Regions from separate parts of the Manis javanica genome. Here region 2 is linked to region 1. The links are chromatin contacts, called in public Hi-C maps. All regions are on one chromosome and are shown on one strand. Each heading gives the region's core, a stretch centred on a gene start, on an enhancer-like site or on the middle of the called end of the contact. The rest is flanking DNA. Distances are from core to core; before and after follow the strand shown. Region 1 holds the start of SMC3 (structural maintenance of chromosomes 3). Region 2 holds the start of SMNDC1 (survival motor neuron domain containing 1).

Evidence for each region. A called contact is a pair of places that touch in the nucleus more often than the background predicts.
Region 2: a contact with region 1 is called in a Hi-C map of blood, with 6 times the contacts expected there. The contact joins the promoter of SMNDC1 here to the promoter of SMC3 in region 1. A contact is called at or near these places in 2 of 2 Hi-C or Micro-C datasets (blood and fibroblasts).

The regions. Positions count from the first base shown.
Region 1 is chr7:18,693,915-18,698,077 of MJ_LKY, forward strand. SMC3 (structural maintenance of chromosomes 3) reads right to left here and starts at 1,897. Exons shown (of 29, transcript XM_037001352.2): 1 at 1,732-1,897; 2 at 680-755. The coding sequence starts at 1,746.
Region 2 is chr7:18,884,015-18,888,177 of MJ_LKY, forward strand. SMNDC1 (survival motor neuron domain containing 1) reads left to right here and starts at 1,987. Exons shown (of 6, transcript XM_017677535.3): 1 at 1,987-2,135; 2 at 3,347-3,466. The coding sequence starts at 3,347. It overlaps LOC108407921 (a long non-coding RNA gene), which reads right to left and starts at 2,107. Exons shown (of 5, transcript XR_012133031.1): 1 at 1,946-2,107.

The sequences.
Region 1 (4,163 bases), core at 647-3,146:
GCAAAACTGTCATTACCATCTGAAGATTCTATAGACTAATTACATATGGTACGGCAACCGCCACTAGCCCTTTATCCTCACACATACACTTTTTCATTTAATCTTCCCAGTGAGACAAGGGTCATTGTCCTCACTTAACAAAAACACTGAAGAAAACTGAAGCCCCTTGGGGAGTAAAGCTTGAAAAAGAATACAGGCCAGAACTAGGACTTGGACCCTGTCCTGTTACTTTCCCAAATTTAAAACTCTCCCCACTAGTGTGGTCTGTCGTTATGTTGAAACAAGAAAGAAAAGAGAAAAACTGACAACAATCTAATTTGGGGAAAAAAGAAAAGAAAGGTCACCTTTGAAATAAGGCAATAGTCGACATTTTGATTAAGTGACATATCATGAACAGAATAGCTCAAATGTTAAAACTGTTATCCACTTTAAAGTCACTAAAACTTTCACACAAGGCTCACCAAATAAAAATAAGTTATGATTATCTTATCCAAGTATTTTAAACATATTAAATAAACAACTCATCAGTGCCAAGACACAGAAATTACTTCATACAGAAAAAGATAAAAATATATTCATGAAATATTCAAAGACAATTGTCTCCATTAAGCCTACGTATAGAACGAATTTAAGAGGCCACCGAAAAATAAATCTCACCTTGTAAATCATTAACACTTACCAATAACATTGTGTTTTGAACTGAAGGGATCTACAATTGTTTGATCTCTGTAACTTCGAAAACCCTGGATAATAACCTAATAAAAGAGATTTCTCTCAGAACACACACAAAAAGAAGTAACTTCTAAACTAACATTTTTCTTTTGCACTTCTTCCCTTTATGATTTCTCATTTAATGCAACATAGAAAACTTTCCATTTCATTTTGAAAAAGTCATTTTGGCAAGTGTGGGTTAAAAATCCAAGGACAGTCCGTTTACCAGTAACCATTGCCAGTGCTGATTTTTAGGAACCTGTTCAGGACTCTCAAGTCCACCTCCTAAGTTTCATTGGAACACTAACCATCCCAGTGTTACAGTAAAAGTGTATTAAGTGGCAGGAGGGCCCCAGCTTTCCTGACACACAGGCCAGCCAAAGAGGGTCCACGTTCCAATAAAGGAGTAGGAGTCCAACATATCCAAGAGAGAAATTTCCGAAAGAGTCTGAATGGGCTCTTCTTTGTGATGGACTCTTGCGCGCTAAGACCATTTTGACAGAAGTAAAGTGAATGAGGAGGCGCTACACATTCTGCAAGAAGGAAGGTCCCTTTGCTTCTCCGGGAACTGCAGCAGAGGGACCCTGGTTAAGCAGACACACCAGCCTGCGCCCCCAGGCCGGGGACACCTCCCCTCCACACAGCCCAAGCAAAAGCCCGCGCGGGGCCATGGCCGCAGGACAACGCGGCTGCCCGGCGCTGCCACCCCCGTTGTGTCACCAGGGGCCCCGGACCCCCGGGTCCCTCCCTCCCAAAGGCCCGCCTCGGCCCTCTGCACCTCTCCAGGCTGCAGCCTCCCTCAGGCCAGCGCCCTGCGGGGAGCCCGGGCTGCAGAGGCGCGCCGCAATTCTCCGCGGACTCCGTGCTCACGGGACGGGGTCTCCCGCACCCGCCAGCCCCTCCAGCCCCGGGTCCCCCCGAGCGCGGCGGTGAGAGGCCGCGGGTCACGCAGTGAAACCCCTGCCTCAGGGAGCGGTCTTCTCTGGCCCGCGAGAGGCGGGAAGGACGCATAGGCCTTACCTGCTTTATGTACATGGCTCCGCGCCCCTTGCGGGGGAAACGGCCTCCCCCAGCTCCAGAAGAACCAGCTCTGCGGCGAGGCCAGGTGAGGCGCCTGCGAGACCCCTCCCCCAGAGCGCCCGGCTCCCCTCCAGCCAAACAAAATGGCGGCACCCGTGGAGGCGGAGTCAGAGCCTCGGACGGAACCACCCTCGCGGCCCCCAGAGAGTGTAGGGGAGGTCCAGGTCAGGTCTGCTCTTGCTTTTCGGCAAAAGGAGTCTTCTGCGTTATCCTTAAGTATATTTCATTTGAGTCTTCAATTTGTAGCTGAACTTTCTTGAAACTTAGTCGGAAGCTTCCTTCGGAAAGGCCTTGATCGTGAGATTGGTCCGTCTATTCTCCGAGCGCGAAGCCAATGGTTGCGTCCACAGGGGGGAAAGGTTCGGCGCCAAAGCCGAGTACGACAGTCGGAGGCCCAGTAGCGCTGAGGGCAAGTGGTCACGTGGTCTCGGGTTGTTTAAATATGCGGACCCGCGAGCGCGCGCTGCTTGCCTCTACACCCGCGGAACGCTGGAGGCAGCCGGAGTTCGGTGTGCGGAATCCCCGCTGTTCTATTTTCTCTCGCTCTGTAACATTTATAAACTTAGAATGGCCCCCACTGGCACCTCACTGCCCCCCTATCAGGACAGCCGCGAAGGGACTTGACGCTCGAAAAATTGTTTTAATAGTGTGATAATTAATACCCCAGGGGCTGCTACTGCCCTATTTTTCTATTAATGTAGGCAGGCTTGGACAATTTAACAAAAGAGAGTTAATAAGAACAATAGTTTTGTTTTTTGGTTTTTTTAGCATCCTTAAAGATCGTGGCAGACCTGGGCATCTGATCTTTCTCAGTCTTAGGGGGAAAGCATTTGGTTAGAATTGGATCTCTTGGCACCTACACCTGATTGTCAACAGCCTCTCACGTCTGTCGGTCCTCAACTGCCTAGGGCAGTCCAGCCGTATTGAACTATTTTTAATAGCCTCCCAATTTCATCGTTGTCACCATCCCTTAGTGCTGACAGTGTCCTTTATCAAGCCCAGATCAAATCCTATCCATTTGATTAAAAGAAAAAAATCTTAAAGCATTTTTCTGGGATTTGCATCTCTAACACTCAATTTCTAACTGTGGGATTATAGGCATATTAATATTTAAAGTTTGAAGCTTCTATTTCCTAGACTATAAAATGAGGGTAGTAAGACCACTTCATATTTAGAATTAAGTATACAAGATTATCTTATATACCTAAATTAAATTACATAGGTATATAGATAAAACATGGTCATCAAAACATTTATGATGGTCTTCACAGTTTCACTTTCTTAGATTTTTCCATAATGAATCTTGTTCAATTAGTTTATATAATTTATACAGGCAGAAAAACTAAAGATAAAAAAACCCTAAAATACGAAAAGGTGATTTTTGAGAATTGGACACAGTTGTCTTTTGTTTATATTTATGTATTTATTGTCTGTCTCTTTCTACTATAATATAAATCCAAGAGAGTAGGGACTGTTTGTCCTGCCGTTTCTTTAGTAACTCATTCCTAGGAAGTACTCAATAAATACTTAGGAATGAAAAATGCAGGAAAGTAAAGTACTTACCACAGGGTCTGGCTCATTTATACCAGCTGTTGGTACTTAAAAGTTCTGCTCTGACCCCATCTCTCCCACCTTCTATCCCCATAGTAACTTCATTCTCTGCTGGGAAGCATTTAACAGTGGAACACATGGATCTCCCTTAGCAGGGGGGAATAGTTCATCAAAGCCATGTACTATCTGGGGGCAAAGGCCCTTCTCAAATGAAATCAACACCAAGGAGCAGACAACTGCACAATGCCTACTTGCTCACAGTCAAGCAAAGGAGTACTGCAGACTTTTTACTTCAAAACATCCCCTTCAATGTTTTTTTCTCCCTCAGCCCCAACGCAGATTCATTCAGCAAGATCCTCAGACACAATGGAGTGAAGGAAAAAAAAGAGGCACTGCGTAAGAAAAAAACAAATCCTACCATTTGCAACAATATGAATGGAGCTGGAAGACATTATGCTCAGTGAAATAAGTCAGGCAGAGAAAGACAAGTGCCAAATGATTTCCCGCATTTGTGGAGTATAATAACGAAGCAAAACTGAAGGAACAAAATAGCAGCAGACTCAGAGACTCCAAGAAGGAACTAGTGGTTACCAAAGGGGAGGAGTGTGGGAGGACGGGTGGAGAGGGAGGCAGAAGGGGATGGAGGGGTATTATGTTTAGTACACGTGGTGCAGGGGGATCATGGGAAGAACAGTGTAGCACAGAGAAGGGACATAGTGGATCTGTGGCATCTTGCTGCACTGATGGACATTGACTGCATTGGGATATGGGTGGGGACTTGATAATATGGGTGAATGTAGTAACTGCATTGTTTTTTCATG
Region 2 (4,163 bases), core at 737-3,236, 190 kb after region 1:
GCCGCATCTCTTAATTCATCACCTTAGGCATCTGTCAAGATAGCAAAATATGTAGGCAAATCTGGGGCCACTTTTACTTAGAAAAGGATACAACAAAAGCTAAGTTAAAGAATGCAATCTCCCATTTAACTAACATGCATTAGTTTATTGCTAACATGCATTAGTTTATTGCATACTGCTCTGCAGTGGATTGGCACATTTCCAAAGGCAGCTTCTTCACTTCAACTTTCTTTAGTAGTGAAAGGTAAAACCATATATTCTGATGACAGTTTGGAGTCTTTAAATTTATTTGCTTACTGGGTTTCAGTAAAATAAATACCAGTTTTAAAGAACTAGAGATTTGAGATACTGTTTTTGGAAGAATAAACATGATTAAATTTGAGGATATTTTAAGAAAAATCAGACATTGAAAGTAGATTTTGATACTTCAAAGGAGGTGGTAATTCAGAATGCCTATTTGAAGTATCACTTAGTGAAAACTTGTACTTGCTCCAGTTTTGTCTTTAATAGTACACAGAATCATTGTGAAAATTAAATAAATACATGTAAAGTGCTTAGAAAGGTGTTTGGTACATAAAACTGTTACCTTTTTGTGAGAACTAAAATTCAGTATAGCTTTTCTTTCCAAATATAATCTATATTGCACAGAAGTAGAGATTAAAAGCAATCCTTTAAACAAAAGCTATCAAAACGTTACAGCAATCTATACTGGAGCTTAGAATAAATGTTTTCCTATTTTCTGATCTAGGGGGTTTGTGAAGAGTTATTTGAGAGATTTTTACAACTATATAATTTATCTTATATTTGAGGAAGATCCTTCAGGCATTAGTTCTTACAATACACAATTAGAGTAGGAGCAGTCAGTTGTATTTGAACAAATGTCTACTACATTAAGGAAAAGTATCCTTTCTGGTTTATCTTCCCTCTTAATTCTAGCTAAACAATGCTGCCCTCTGCAGTTAAGAATTTTCAATTCTTACAAATGGACTGCCACTCCAGTCATCGTAACTTTGGTCTAGTTTCCATCTCTATAGGTTATCTGACTCTGTATGAGGGATATGCATGTATATAGAAATAAGAAATGGGAGGGCCCCTTAAAAAAAAAAGCGAGATCGCACTGAAGCAAGATGTCACAGTCCAACACTTAGCCTATTTGAGAGGCGGGCCTTCGTAATGGTCCAGCAAGACTCCAGTCTCTCAGGGAAGGTTCTTCCTGGCATTCGTATTGTCTGTGTCTCAGGATTTTATCTTTTCCAGCTAGTTTTTTTAATTGTTAAAAATATATATATATAATGTAGAGAATAATCAGTGAAAGGTAATCAGTGAAAACATTTGGCCTCCCCTCCAAATCTCCAGATTCACGTATCCGTCCAGAAATATTTTATTACAAACATAATGCACATTTCTCTTTAAACACAAACGGAAGTATTCACTCCGCTTATCATTCAAGACTGTGACTTGGAGATTGCTACCCATCAGGCGAGATTAACCTATGTAATTAATTTAAACCAAACAGGTTCTAACGAAAGTAGGTTTTAAATAAATCAATCTCCCCGAGGTGGGTGTTGACAATTTGCGTTGCTACTAGGACAGCGACCGCACTTTGACAACCAAACACTAGTATAAAATCTCCGTTCCTCCTACCTCCCCACACATCTGGCCTAAGCAGGCACACGCCATTTCCCGATGGGAACCTCAGGAAACTCCCGACAGCACCACCCCTGAAACAACCCAAAGGCGCCCCACTCCGAACCGGAACTGAGTCGAGACGAACTCACAACCGGCGGCAGGAGAAGCCCAGTCACGCGTCTTCCTTCCTACTAAAACCCGCCCACTCGGCGTCCCTAATGCGAGTAAAGGACTGCAGCCTAGAGTGGCCTAAGAATCACGCGACTCCAGCGAAGTCTCGCGAGGGTTTTAAGATTTCTCGCGAGATTTGACTCACTTAAGTCTTCCTTTTCCAGCGTCCGGCTTTCCACCCTTCCCCCTCACCGCCGACCCAATTCTTCCTTTTCGGACGGAGTCGTTCTTGTCGCCGCCGAGATTTTTCCTGCTGCTGCATCAGCCGCCACGAACACCACTGGGATCGTTTGCCCCGACCCCTTCCCGCCGCCCCGTCCCTAACCCCACACAAGGTAACAAGCTTGGTGAGGGAGAGTCAGGCCGCGCCGGGCCTCGGCCTCTCCTGAGTGGGAGCGGAGGCCTGAGGCCGAGGCCGCGGCCGCGCTCGAGAGGCTTGGGCGCCGCTGGAGTGTTAGGAGCCGCGGCCTCCTCTCCCACCCAGGTGGGCCCGGAGCGGCCGCGCACCGGCGGAGGCTTTCCGTGCCGTGGCGACGAACGCCAGTAACCCACGGAACAGGGTGGGGTTGGGGCGCGGGAAGTCTCTTAGGGACGCCCTCGGCCTCTCCCTGCGGAGCCTCTTCGGGCGGGTGGGGCTTCAGCGCCGCTGGGGTCAGATCCGTTCGCTTCTCGGTTTCCCTGGAAGCTGATACTTGATTTCCAAGGTCTGAAATGATCGGCCAAGCCGTAGCGGGCTTTGAGGTTGGGTGCCTGGGAGGAGAGCCGCCTGGCTTCCCCTAACCTCTTTGGAGTCCTTCCAGATTCCAGGCTGTCTTTGGATGGTAATTGTAAGACAAGAGAAGGGACCTCGGAAGCCCCGCGTTGGTTCATAAATCAAGAGAGGATCCTTTCGTATCTTATTTTAGGGTGAAGAATGAGCCAGACTGGGTGAAAGGCACGTTCCTTAGAGTGCCTAAATGGGATTTGTGCCGTTTCTTTTACTTAATATGTTAAGTGCATCGGCACTAGTTAAGTGGCTGGGTGAGATTTTTGCTCTGGAGCAGACCGTCTAAATACGTTATTAATCGAATAGCTGACGTAAAGAGATGTTTTGTGTAGCTAATCCACAGGCAATTTGGTTTTGGAAGTATTCTTTAGTGCCTAAAAATTTTTTCGAAAGTCTTGACTCTTCCAACAAACAGCTTAGTGTTTTGTGTGTGTGTGTGTGTATTTTGGTGAAGCTAACAACCGCCCTGTTAATTGAGGCGAATACAGTACCTTTCTGTTACAGGAGTTTAAAATTAGAGTCTCCTTTTCCCTCTTATCTTTTGTTTTCTGTTTCTGTATGAAATTTATCTGACGTTTATAATCTTCAGAATACTTTGCCTTGCAGTTTGTGGTTTGGCTCACAGCTTTTCTCTGAGTTATGTGTAAAGGTAGTGGTGATAACTAAAGCTGCAATGAGTTACAATAAGGAGTTGGTGATTGTTAATTCAGCAGAGAAATTATTTTTTATGGTTTGCTTCTTGTTCAGTTTTCATGGTCGTACCCTTTTTATTTTCCCCAGATGTCAGAAGACCTAGCAAAGCAGCTGGCAAGCTACAAAGCTCAACTCCAACAGGTTGAAGCTGCATTGTCTGGAAATGGAGAAAATGAAGATTTACTAAAATTAAAGAAAGATTTGCAAGTAAGTATGAGGAAACATAGTTACATTGCTTGGAAGAAGTGTTTCTGTATTTTTCAAATTATTTACTAAAATCCAAAGCACCCTTTGGAGGGGGTGTCCCCCCTCCCCCCCTCCACCTTGTGTTTGTGTGTACATGGGTATATGTACATAAGCATACTTGGCTTATAAAAGTAGGGTTGATTCCTCAGTTTTCATACATTAAAATGAGTGAAGCATTGTTCTTTGTCATGAAAATTTTATATGCCCACTTGATTTTTTTAAAAAAAGTTGATTTTAGAAGTCTCAAACTTCCTAAAGAGGTGCATACAACTTTACCCTGTAAAGTGTTTTTCTCTTTAAAGATGTGGCAAAGGAAATGTAGTTCAAAGGTAAATGAAATTAAAGGAGAAAAATATAACCTGATTAAGATTCTTTTTAATGTCACAAGATTCTTTGAAGATGAGATGAGTCTATGTATGTGTGTTTCAAAGCTAGCAGGTACTACCTTGTATTGAAAACATTATCAAAATATCTAAAGATACTTGTTTTCTGCATAAATGTTACATAATATTTGAACTTAAGGCTGGGATTTATATTGTTAACACTTGCTGAAGTTAAATTGAGTTCAATGTGAAGGGGCGATGTTAATGTTTTATTATGGGAGAGTATGAAACCTGCTTTTTAAAACTTGCACTGGTATTTCAAGACAAAGTAATAT